2 separate regions of the Mus musculus genome follow, and region 1 is linked to region 2. Evidence: chromatin contacts called from public HiChIP or PLAC-seq data. All regions are on one chromosome and are shown on one strand. The core of a region is the stretch at or near the end of the contact, and the rest is flanking DNA. Distances in the headings are between cores, read along the strand shown. Region 1 has its middle 35 kb from the start of Slc25a26. Region 2 overlaps Magi1 (membrane associated guanylate kinase, WW and PDZ domain containing 1).

Region 1 (5,249 bases), core at 2,572-5,071, 300 kb before region 2:
AACCCTGTCTCAAAAAAACAAAACAAAACAACAACTACAAAACCACATGGTGGGGACTCATGTCTCTAGCTGTATATGTAGCAGAGGATGGCCTAGTTGGACATCAGTGGGAGGAGAGGCCCTTGGTCTTATGAAGGTTCTATGCCCCAGTATAGGGGAATGCCAGGACCAGGAAGCGGGAGTGGGTGGGTTGGGGAGCAGGGGGAGGGGGGAGGGGATAGGGAATTTTCGGAGAAGAAACTAGGAAAGGGGATAACATTTGAAATGTAAATAAATCTTTTATTCCCAGCACTTGGGAGGCAGAGGCAGGTGGATTTCTGAGTTTGAGGCCAGCCTGATCTACAGAGTGAGTTCCAGGACAGCCAGGGCTACACAGAGAAACCCTGTCTCGAAAACAAAACAAAACAAACAAACAAAACAAAAACAAAAACAAACAAAAAAGAAAAGAAAAAAATCTAATTAAAAAAAAAAAAAGAATGTTGTAGTACCCCGGGGGGGGGGGGGGTGCAGGGTGGTGGGATTGACATCTAAATCTAAGCTTGACTCCGTCTTTGCTCTTGTATCTTTATCTTCATACAATTTTCAACTTTATTCATTTTGACTATGAATAAAAAATTCCAAGAACAATGTACAAATGTAAACACATTTTGGGCACACACATACCTTAGATTATCGTTGTCTTCCTTTCCTCCGTGGGAAGAAACCACAACTGACATGAACGCAAGTTTCTACTTTGTGGGGTTCTTCTTCTCACATAAATCTTACATACACAAGTTTGGGCAAATGGATAAGATCCTGGGGAAAAGATCATTCTAAGGGAAGTCAGACGTCAGATTCTCTGGAGCTGGACTTAATGGCAGCTGTAAAGCTGTAGCGCACCAACAACAATAACAACAGCAGCAACAACAACGAAACTTTGTATTGCTCCTCAGTAAACGGAGAGAAACGGAAGCAGAGGAGAGCAGAGCCATTAAAAAAGTATTTCTCTGGGAACATACTCTTAAATACACTTCGCTCAACCATGCACGGGCCTGGCAGGTACTAAGTCAAACAGTCCCCTGACTGGGGAGTGAGGAGGATTATAGGAAAGATGGAAAAGAAGACTCCGAGACAGAGGTTAGAAATCAGGAGGGCTGTCTAGTCACTACTGCGGCAGCCTCGAGTTTAATTTTCTTAGGCTTTAGATACTTTACAGTATCATGAGAAACAAAGCCACAAGCTAACAGAAACAATTTGCTAAAATGTACACAAGACATTCCTTCCCATCCCAAAACGCTCTGTTCTTTCCACCAAGGTCAATAGACTCTTCAGCCCCAGCCTTGAGCCCCAGGTTCACCTCCTCTTATCTTATCATTCCATGCCACAGAGGCCAGGAAATCTGCCAACAGGCCCTCCTTCCCCTCCCCCTCCCTCTCCTCCTCCCCCTCCCTCTCCTCCTCCTCCTTCTCCTCTCTCTCTCTCTATCTCTCTCTCTCTCTCTTTCTCTCTCTCTCTTTCTCTCTCTCTCTCCCTCTCTCTCTCTCTGCTTCAGAGAAGCACAAAACAGCTCCCCACACAGCAGCTAAGAGCTGATCTTCCAAAATGATTCCCAGCACAAATGGTGGCTGACTCTAGTCTCAGAGGACCCAACGCCCTCTTCTGGCCTCGTCTGGTACTGCACACATGCAATGCAGAGATGTACATGAAGGCAAAACACCCATACACATAAAATACAAATAAAAATTTAAATCTAAACAAAGTTAAGGTGCATTCTTAGTAAACATATATAGGTATAACTATTCATAAGCCATACTTTTAACTGAGTCTTGTTTCTTAAAATCAGTGAATTCACAAAATATGCAAATATCTTTTGATGACAATATGTGTATATTTGTGTTTGCCACCTCAAAATGTTAATGGATAGGAAATAATGCTTTGTGAAAAATAACTGACATGTTCTTGAACTCTCCATCCTCTAGGTGTCACTTATGTCTACAGAAAAAGAAAAAAGAAATAGCAATCGCTCCCATATGAGACAATAGTTAAAGTAAAGAGTTTATTATACTGGGTACAACAGAATTTCTAATGATTTTCTATTGATTTTTAAAGTTATTGCAGCTCGTCTACAAGATAAATTTAATTTCTTATTTACTGGTAGTTAATTATTCTTTATAGCTAAGTTTTAAAACTTTAGGTTATCATTTCATCATCTGTTGTATATATACAAGATAACCAATTATATATTTGGCCCCCCCCCCACATCTTATCTAGGCACACGCCCTCATACCTGAAGGCCCTTGCTAAGTCTCCTCACAGAAGATGAACTTTATAATAAATAGATTCTGACACTTTCGTATGGAGACAGCTTGCAGTTCCCACCACCCTGAGTTCTCCTTCCATTCAGCTAGCGATCCACGCAACAGCACCCACAGGTGAGCTCCTGGGAATCTGACCCTGGGCCTGGCAAAAGCCATTCAGTCAAGTATACAGGAACTGCGGGACTCACCTGGCCAAACTGCCACTGCCCCCCACCCCCTTGAAAAGGTAAAACAACATGAGGCAAATTCTTTTTTTTTTAAATTATTTTATTTTAAATTACATGTATATGTGTTCGTCTGAGTGTGGGTGCGTGTACATATGTGTTCAGGTACCCGTGGATTCTAGGAGAGAGCACTGGATCCCCTGGAGCTGGGTTTACAGGCAGCTGTGTGTGGATACTGAGAAACAAACTAAGAAGAGCAGCACTCCCTCTTAGCCTTAACCACTGAGCTGTCTGCCCAGCCCCAGGGAGACACATTCCTACCACACACAAGCTGAATGATTTTAAGGTTCTCCAGACAACTGCCTCTTACTTCTAGAGAACTGATTGACTACTCAGTGAAAGACACTAATTTTCAATATGTTTGGTTTTGGTTTTTGAGACAAGCCTTACTGTTTGGTGCCCTGGAACTCACTCTGTAGACAAGGCTGGCCTTAGACTCAGAGATCTTCCTGCTTCTGTTTCCCCCGTGCTGGGATCAAAGGTGTGCACACTAATTCTCAGCTAGACAGACTATTAATGTAGCTGTGAGTAGTGCCAGATCTAAGCTGCAGAAATACAGCTCTCTGAGCAGGGCACTATACTGAGAACTTTGTATGTTTGCCTTGTTTTTTGAGACAAGGTCTCACTTAGCCCAGGCTGGCATAGTAGAGCCTGCTCTACAGTAGAAGATCTTGAAGCCCTGCCTTCACACACTGGGATTACAGATGTGCACCTTCATGCCTGCCTCCTTCTCAATGTTTACATTTTTCTGTGCACATGACTAAATTCCTACAAATATTGCATAGTAATAAGCCTTTACCACTATATGGATAAGGAATAAATGATTTGCCTTACAGGTAAGACAACTGTTATTTTATTCATGAGCATCTCCTTTTGTCACCAAACCACTGTTATTTCTTCCTGCCAAATCCTCAACTGCTCTTTTAGCTATATCCCAATTTTTTATTTTTCGTATTCTAACATTACACAGCAAAGCTTAACTAAGTACCAGCAGGTGGAGACACTGAGCACGCATGCACATCCCAAGGGCCTGGACAGGCACAAAAGCACTTATTTAAAGGAACGGGGTGGGAGGGAATCCAGCTTTTTGAGGAAGCTGAGATCCTTCTTCTTTGGGAGGAAGGAGAGGAATGCAACAGATCTCCAGCTAATCCCCGATTCACCGCAAGCCGCCGCAGCAGGCATCCTCAAGGCTGCCAGAAGCCCCATACAGATCACAGAGAACAACAGTTTGGCAGCAAAGTACCTGGAATAGTCTCTGCACACTCAAGGGTCCAGCTGGGCTCTTTTCTGCAAAGCACACATGACGGGGTCTAGGGATTGTAGTGCGTTTCCTAGCAACAGCAGGACTGTACTCTCTGATACTGTGGAGGAGGTGCAAGCAGTCGCCTTAAGAATGGCACCCCTGCACGCTGGCCAGGGTCTTTTGAGGAGCAGTGAGAGGGTAACACACATACACACACAATTGCAAATGTTTTAGGGTGCATTAAACTTGCAAGCCATTACTAGGTCACTGGCTAAAAGGTGTAGTTAAATGGGTAGGTAGATGTATTGCAATGTTGTCCAGCTCCAAGGCAGCAAAGAGGCAGGAAAGAGAAGCCCCAGGTAGATCCCAGAGGGTTCAGCTGCCTGCTCCTTCAGAAAAGGAAGTCTCCCACGTACAGCTTGAGAGTCCCAGAAACAGACAGGAAAACTGAAGGTACAGCTTGGTGACAGGGGAATCAAGAGGTTCTGCAAGCTCCCTTACTTCTGTCTCAGATTGAGGGCTGCAGAGGATGATAACCCTAAGCTTCTGTGTCAAAATATCCAACAGTGGTTATAGTCAAGTGGACGTCCGCATCATTAGAGGGACTAGTGGGAACTTCCCCGATTTCCACAAAGCCAAGCCACCCCTTCCACTCTATAGTCAGATTAGCTTAGCTCTCCCGGGAAGAGAAAAGGCAGTGACCCCTGGGAACTAACACCCAACAAACATAAAAGGCATTGTATGAAGCCCATTGGCTGGCAGTTAGAAGTCATAGACTTCTTCCTTCTCATTGGCGGCCCACTGTGGAGCTTTATCAAGACTCTGCCTGGCAAGTAGGGCATGCTTTGGGTCACACTTGTGGCATGGAGATTTAAAATTAGGCTGCCAGTGTCCATCCGATGTTTATCTCTGCCTGATGCTGACAACTTGAAGAATTTTTGTTCAGCTCCCACTTTCCAGTGTTTTGGCATCATTACTCAGATATTCCTGAGATCTAAGTATCATCTCAAACCAAATTAGGGACAATTTACTTACTGCCCATTAACAGTGGATTGATTCTGCAAGCCTTGTGGATGTGATCATAGGAGTGTCTATCTAGATTAAGATTGCTGTCTCAGCACAGTGGTAAAGATTTTCATTTTTCGTGCAATGTATAAGTTTTGTTTTGTTGTTGTTGTTGTTGTTGTTGTTGTTGTTGTTTTTAAGATTGGACCCAGCTTTGTGTTGGAATGTGCTCAGCTTGGTCTACTATGCTGTGACGATTACTATGGATTGTCAATTTGACAGGATTGAGCATTGCTGAAGGGAGCATCCTCTGACCATGTCTTTGAGGGATTTTCTACCTTAGGTTAGTTGAGGTGGGACCATTTACCCTAAATACGGTGGCGCTAGTTCATCGGCCAGGGTCCCCATTGGGGCTGAGTGAAAGGGACAGTCAACTGAGCATCTACTTTTCCTTCCTCTGCTTTCCGACTCTGGGAG
Region 2 (5,484 bases), core at 507-3,006:
TGCCATTTTTGTTGCCCCGCCCCTTTTGCAGAATTGCTGGGAGAGCCTTCCCTGAACTTCCCAAATTGGAGTTAAGGGGAGGGAGCTACAGGCTGGTGCAGGTAAGAAAGCCCCAGCAACCTAGTTCTTCACAGCTAAACCTCAAACTCTCTGCTTGAGGCTCTAAGAGAACACTGGCGTCTCCTGCAGGACCACAGGGATTGGGCCTGGGGTTCTTGTTCCCATACCCAGGGGTGTGGATAACCCCCGCCTTTTCTAATAAGAGTTTGTTGGCTGCTGTCTTCTTGTGTTGTTTGGAATTTTATTGTTAATGGGCCATCTTGGTTTCATTTACTTTTATTCATTCGAGAATGGGCTTCATTCTGAGTGATGGTAGTCTGTGCTTCTCCTGCTCCGAATATGCTACCAGTAAGATGTGACCCAGAGATGAATGAGGGTGTCCTTTCTCTCTTTTGTTTGTACAGCAGTAAAATACCTGTAAAAGCATTACTCAGCAAGCAGATGCAAATTCGAGTATTTATTCACCGCTATTCTCTGTAAGAGATTAGTCAGTCCCGTTAAGGAATACTCACAGAGTGTGTGTGTGTGTGTGTACATATACATGTGCACACATGCACACATGAGAGTGTACACATGACATTTTGCATTCTTTAGCACTCAATGAGAACAGCATTGGGAAAACAAAAATCACAAAGCATTGTTGTTTCGGAGTGGGATGGTCTTGGGGGTTCTTTTTGTGTGGTGAAAGTTTTCTTTTTCTGTTAATGATAGTGAACTTCAAACCCGGCAAGTGTCTTCTGACAACAAGCCTGTGCTGCCACTAAACGTGGTAATTACTGGAGCCCTGTGGGATCACGGGCATTTGGGAGTTTGGAGCATTCTTGGATATATAAATGCAAATTCATGAAGGGCCTTTAAGGAATGAAAACAGAAGAATTAGTCTATACAGAAATGTGCCTTGTTCCCAGGAACTGGGATCAGAGCCGTGGTATAGCTTGAACAGAAGTGGTTTGTGTAGGTAGGTAAGTGAATCTCACTCACCATTCTGGAGCTCAACAGACTTGTTTTCAATAGCAGGGAAACCCTCATCGCAGCTCTTTCTTTTCCACAGTGGTAGCAGCCAGCCAGCGAGAGAGTGTTTTTAATTGAAAATCACAGAACTTCACATCAGCCAACTCTCAATTACTTCCCAAGTGCAGCGTTTTGCCAGAGTTTCAAACAAAACTGTACAAGAAAAAGAAAAAGAATGTGGGATTCACAGAACCTAAAACATTGTAAAGACAGCTCTGCTATCAGCAGCCAACTCAGACAGCGAGCTCTCTCCTCAGCGTTTGCTGAGGGAGAACAGAAACTTAATTCATTGCTTTCTCAGAGCTTCCTTGTCTCCATTCTCATGGTTCCTCCTCTTTCCGTGGACCACCCTGGCTTGTTTGCACTTTTCTTTCTGTGGCCTCAGCTGTCTCGGTCTTGTCTGATGATGATTGCATTGGCTAGGGAGGAAATGCTTTCGTGTGTGCCTCTGTCATGCTCTTGAGCAAATGTAAAAGGAAAGTGTGTAACTTGAGGGCACAGGGCATAGGGCACCTTGGGGAAGGGGAGATACTCCCAGTGTGTTCATGCCTCGGATGCAATGCCGTCTGGTAGAGTTTTCTGGATCTGTCATTCCTTGCTTCTTGTACTCTCCGTTCTTACTTCCAGCATACACTTCAGACCAAGGCTGGGATCTTTGTCTTTATTGTGTATTTGAAAGAGATGGACTCTGATTGATCCACTGTGGTCAGAAGCCCCGCCCCATCTGTGGCTCAGGAAGTGAGTCCCCATGCTGTACAGGGGCCGCAAGCACAGCTGTTGTAATCATCGAAGGGGCAAGAAGTGGCTACTGAATTCAGTGCGCCATTGTTAGTTTTCTTTAAAATCATTCGTATTTATTTGTGTGTGGGCATGTGTGGAGATCAGAGGACAGCTTGTGGAAGTTTGTTCTCTAAGTCTGTTATGTGGGTCCTAGGAATGGAACTTAGGTTGTCAGGCCTGGTGGTAAGCGCCTTTACTCACCGAGCCGTGTTGCCAGCCCACACTGTGAGGTTTTTCTTTTTCCCTTTAAAACAAATCTCTGTAGGACCTTCTTTTAATGCCGGGGATCAAATAATAGTGAATTGTATGCACTAGGCAATTTTCTACTGCTGAGCTACGCCTCCAGTCCTTAGAAATCCTAACCCTTTCTTCTCCAATTTCGGGCTCATCGATCAAGTCAAGGGGCTGGAAGTATAGTTCAGAGATAGATGGAGTGCCTGCTTGTTAGGCTTAAAGACTCCAGCTCCCATCTCCAGCAACACAAAAAACTAAACCATAAGAAAAGATACCAAACCTAGTGTGGGACAGGCAGGTATTGGCAAAATAATTGTGTTAGGGTATTATTAGTGTGTGAGCAGGTACTGAATGCTGAGTCCCTTCCGTATCCTAGGTCCTGCTTCAGATTAGACAGGTAACATGTGATTCATGTCGTTTTCATCCACACCATTGTCACCTTCCCCAAATCACAATGGTGTGTTCTCTGCTGGATTCCCACCCGACTCCCACTGGAATGAGAGCTTATTTCGGTTTGGTTTTGACTCCCCCCCCCCCCCACCCGCTTGTTCTGGGTCCCACTTGCCCTGGCCTAAAGGTTCTTTATTTGTTTCTCATTATGGATGGTTGTGAGCCATCATGTGGTTGCTGGGATTTGAATTCATGACGTCTGGAAGAGCAGTTGGTGCTCTTGACCGCTGAGCCCTCTTGCCAGCTGGAGAGCTTATTTTGAAGGTTGGTCTTTGAGTCCCTGATTATATTTTTTTCTGTCCTAAGTGATGACATTTGAAAAAATAAATTCTTGGATTCAGGGAGGCCTGGTATAAGGAAAGATAAGATAGTGCTTGTGTCCATGAAATGACGTCCAAGGTCCAAGGACTGGGTATGAGGAAGCCATCACTTGCTCTAGAGACATGCCAAGAAGCAGAATTTGCCAGAAGGATAGAAAGTGCTTTATGTTTTTAGTTCAGGTAATTGGTTTCACTGGATAAATTATAATGTGAAAGCAAATCTGAAATTCTTTTAGAACTATAATTATTCTCTTTGATCTAAGCATGCAAGTGATTAGGATGTGAAAAATGTTTCTCAATGAGCAAGGTCTAAATTTCCTTGGATTTAAGGGTAGCCAGTTCACTTTGGACTTAATCAGGAGGTCTGTGGCATCTGGAAAATTTGTATTTCAGAGAGGGTTTGTTTTAATTTTCATTCCTTAATCTAATTTTAACTTTAATCTTCTTTTGAAAGTCTAATCCAAAATGTAAGTGAATTAGGTAAAGAATATTAGAAGCTATCAGAAATCTTTTTGGGGGTTTTGTTCTCCGCCCATGGGGACTTGATGCCTAGGGCTTGACCGTGAGTCTGTGGTCAAGAACAGCAAGAGGACAGGTGGCTGTTGTTCTCTCCTCTTCTGCCCATCTTGACTTCGTTCCTCTATTATTGACCTCTTTGGGTTTGTAACTGAGTCATATCAAAATAGTGACTATGGATGACATCTCTCTGACAGCATGGTGACATCTCTGCTATCTGTGAGCACCTCTGAAGTGACCTCAGGTTTTCATAAAGCTGACCTACCTTTCCTGCCATCCTGTGATCAATTTTTGGGTCACACCATATCTATCTATCTATCTATCTATCTATCTATCTATCTATCTATCTATCTATCTATCTATCTATCATCTATTTGGTTTTGAGACAGCATCTCACTATGTATCCCTGGCTAGCTTGGAACTCAGTACATTAACCAGACTGGTTTTGTACTTAGAAAGATCCATCTACTGCTGCTTCCCAAGTGCTGAGATTAAAGATCTTGCCAAGCCTACAGTAGAGTGGTCCTGTAGGTGTATGTTTTTAGTGAAAATTATTGAGCTTAGAGTGACTCTAGATTTCCCTTCATGTCTGAGGGTTTGTGAGGGCATTTTTCATGTTGGAAGGAGATCCATGTGTAAAATTCATTCTCTTGTTATTATTTTCATTAATTGTTCCACGTGTGTATATTTCAAAGCAGTAGGAGCTAAGAATCAAATTGTAGAAATGAATGATCTTTAAACTGTATATATGTATATAAATGTACGTGTAATTTTATACATGCATGCATGTGTACATCCGTAATATGGACATGTGTATTGACTTTTACAAATAAATGCCATCTTGGTGTGTTGTCATTTAAATTCTGTTACTGCTTTTCTCTAGATATTTTGAAACAGAACTTCCCTGAGACCCGCCCCCTTCCCACTTTTCTTTCTTTTCCTTCGTTCTCTCCAGTTGTCAATGGACTTTTATTTGAGAAGAATAAATATTTGATGTTAGAACATAGCTGAGGCCGGATTCTAGATCAACTCTTAGCAGAAACAGATAAGTAGAGAGAGTCTGTTTGAGCAGGGATTTTATAGAAAGAACCATCTGACCTACTGCCATATTAAACTCTGGCTTATGTTTTGTTTAAGGCATTATTCTTAAAAATTTTAAGGAGAAAGCTAATAATGAGTATATGCTGAGTTAAATAGTTGGGATTATGCTTTAAATTTATATTAGGGAACAAATAGCTATTTTCCTTGAAAATATTTTGCCTATAAGTAGCAATCCATGTAGCAGGATGTTGAAATACCTCATATTTTCCATTAATATTTGGATGCAAATAGTACAGGGTTATCATTAAACAGTTAGAAAGAAAAGACTTCTTCTCAGAAAAAGCCTGCTTATAATTTCCCTAAATTTGATGAGTGTTATCTTTCAGGAATATTAGTCTAGATGTACTTCATATGTGTATGTAAAATAAAAACCAGCATTGAAATTTATACATCATTTTTTCATTTTCACCTCCCACTAAATCATGAACATGTTGTATGTTTTAAAAAACACACATTATTTTATACTACCATTTTAAAGATTTGCTTGGCATTCCATCAGAGGGCTGGCTGTTCTCTCTGTGTAAGCATTGCTGAGTAGTAGCTCGGGTGTCTTTTAGTTTAAAGAACTCTTGAGATAAACTTCCTTGTTTCTGAATATCTGCCCACATGGCTAAGGGTTTTTTTTTTTTTTTTTTTTTGCTTCAGGCAAGTCCCCCACTGTGGAGTTGCTGATAACCAGGTTTAGATGATTTCCAGGCCCTTTTGTTTGTTTTCAGCTCCCATATGATCATGTTTTGCCTTCCTGATAACCTTCCTCCCAGTGCTGGACATGGTTGTACTTTTGATGTTGCGATCTCTGTTGATGTAGAGATAGCCTGATGGCTTCAATTTGGTTTTGGTTGCCAGTTTCTTTTCCTGTTCTAGTTTCCTTACTGGTGTCTGAATTAGAGTTCTTGTGTAACATTTTCCTTTGACCACTGTCTTTAGGAGAAAATCACATTAGCTCATCAGCCCATGACTCCACAACAGGAACCAGGCTCTGTGTGTCCTGTTGATGTTGTTGCCATTGGCT

Evidence for each region. HiChIP or PLAC-seq counts read pairs in DNA pulled down with a chosen protein or histone mark.
Region 1: a contact with region 2 is called in an H3K4me3 HiChIP or PLAC-seq map of embryonic basal ganglia, with 3 times the contacts expected there. The contact joins two enhancer-like sites. A contact is called at or near these places in 1 of 15 datasets of contacts at CTCF or cohesin (the NIH/3T3 cell line), 5 of 484 Hi-C or Micro-C datasets (the AML12 cell line, the HL-1 cell line, cerebellar granule neurons and 2 more), 3 of 115 datasets of contacts at active chromatin or transcription factors (craniofacial prominence, embryonic basal ganglia and pancreatic cancer cells) and 1 of 9 other capture datasets (embryonic stem cells).

Annotation. Positions count from the first base shown.
Region 1 is chr6:94,463,098-94,468,346 of GRCm38.p6, reverse strand. No RefSeq gene overlaps it. Among named protein-coding and RNA genes, the nearest start is that of Slc25a26, 35 kb to the left of the region's middle. Within about 2 kb of position 3,821, at least 45 of the 459 cell types and tissues checked have an H3K27ac peak or open chromatin away from gene starts, as enhancers often do. A contact at or near this core is called in embryonic basal ganglia, where this site is marked.
Region 2 is chr6:94,159,418-94,164,901 of GRCm38.p6, reverse strand. The region is part of intron 1 of Magi1 (membrane associated guanylate kinase, WW and PDZ domain containing 1); the gene reads left to right. All of the region lies in intron 1 of 4930511A08Rik (RIKEN cDNA 4930511A08 gene), which reads left to right. Among named protein-coding and RNA genes, the nearest start is that of Gm52867, 66 kb to the left of the region's middle. Within about 2 kb of position 1,756, at least 61 of the 459 cell types and tissues checked have an H3K27ac peak or open chromatin away from gene starts, as enhancers often do. A contact at or near this core is called in embryonic basal ganglia, where this site is marked.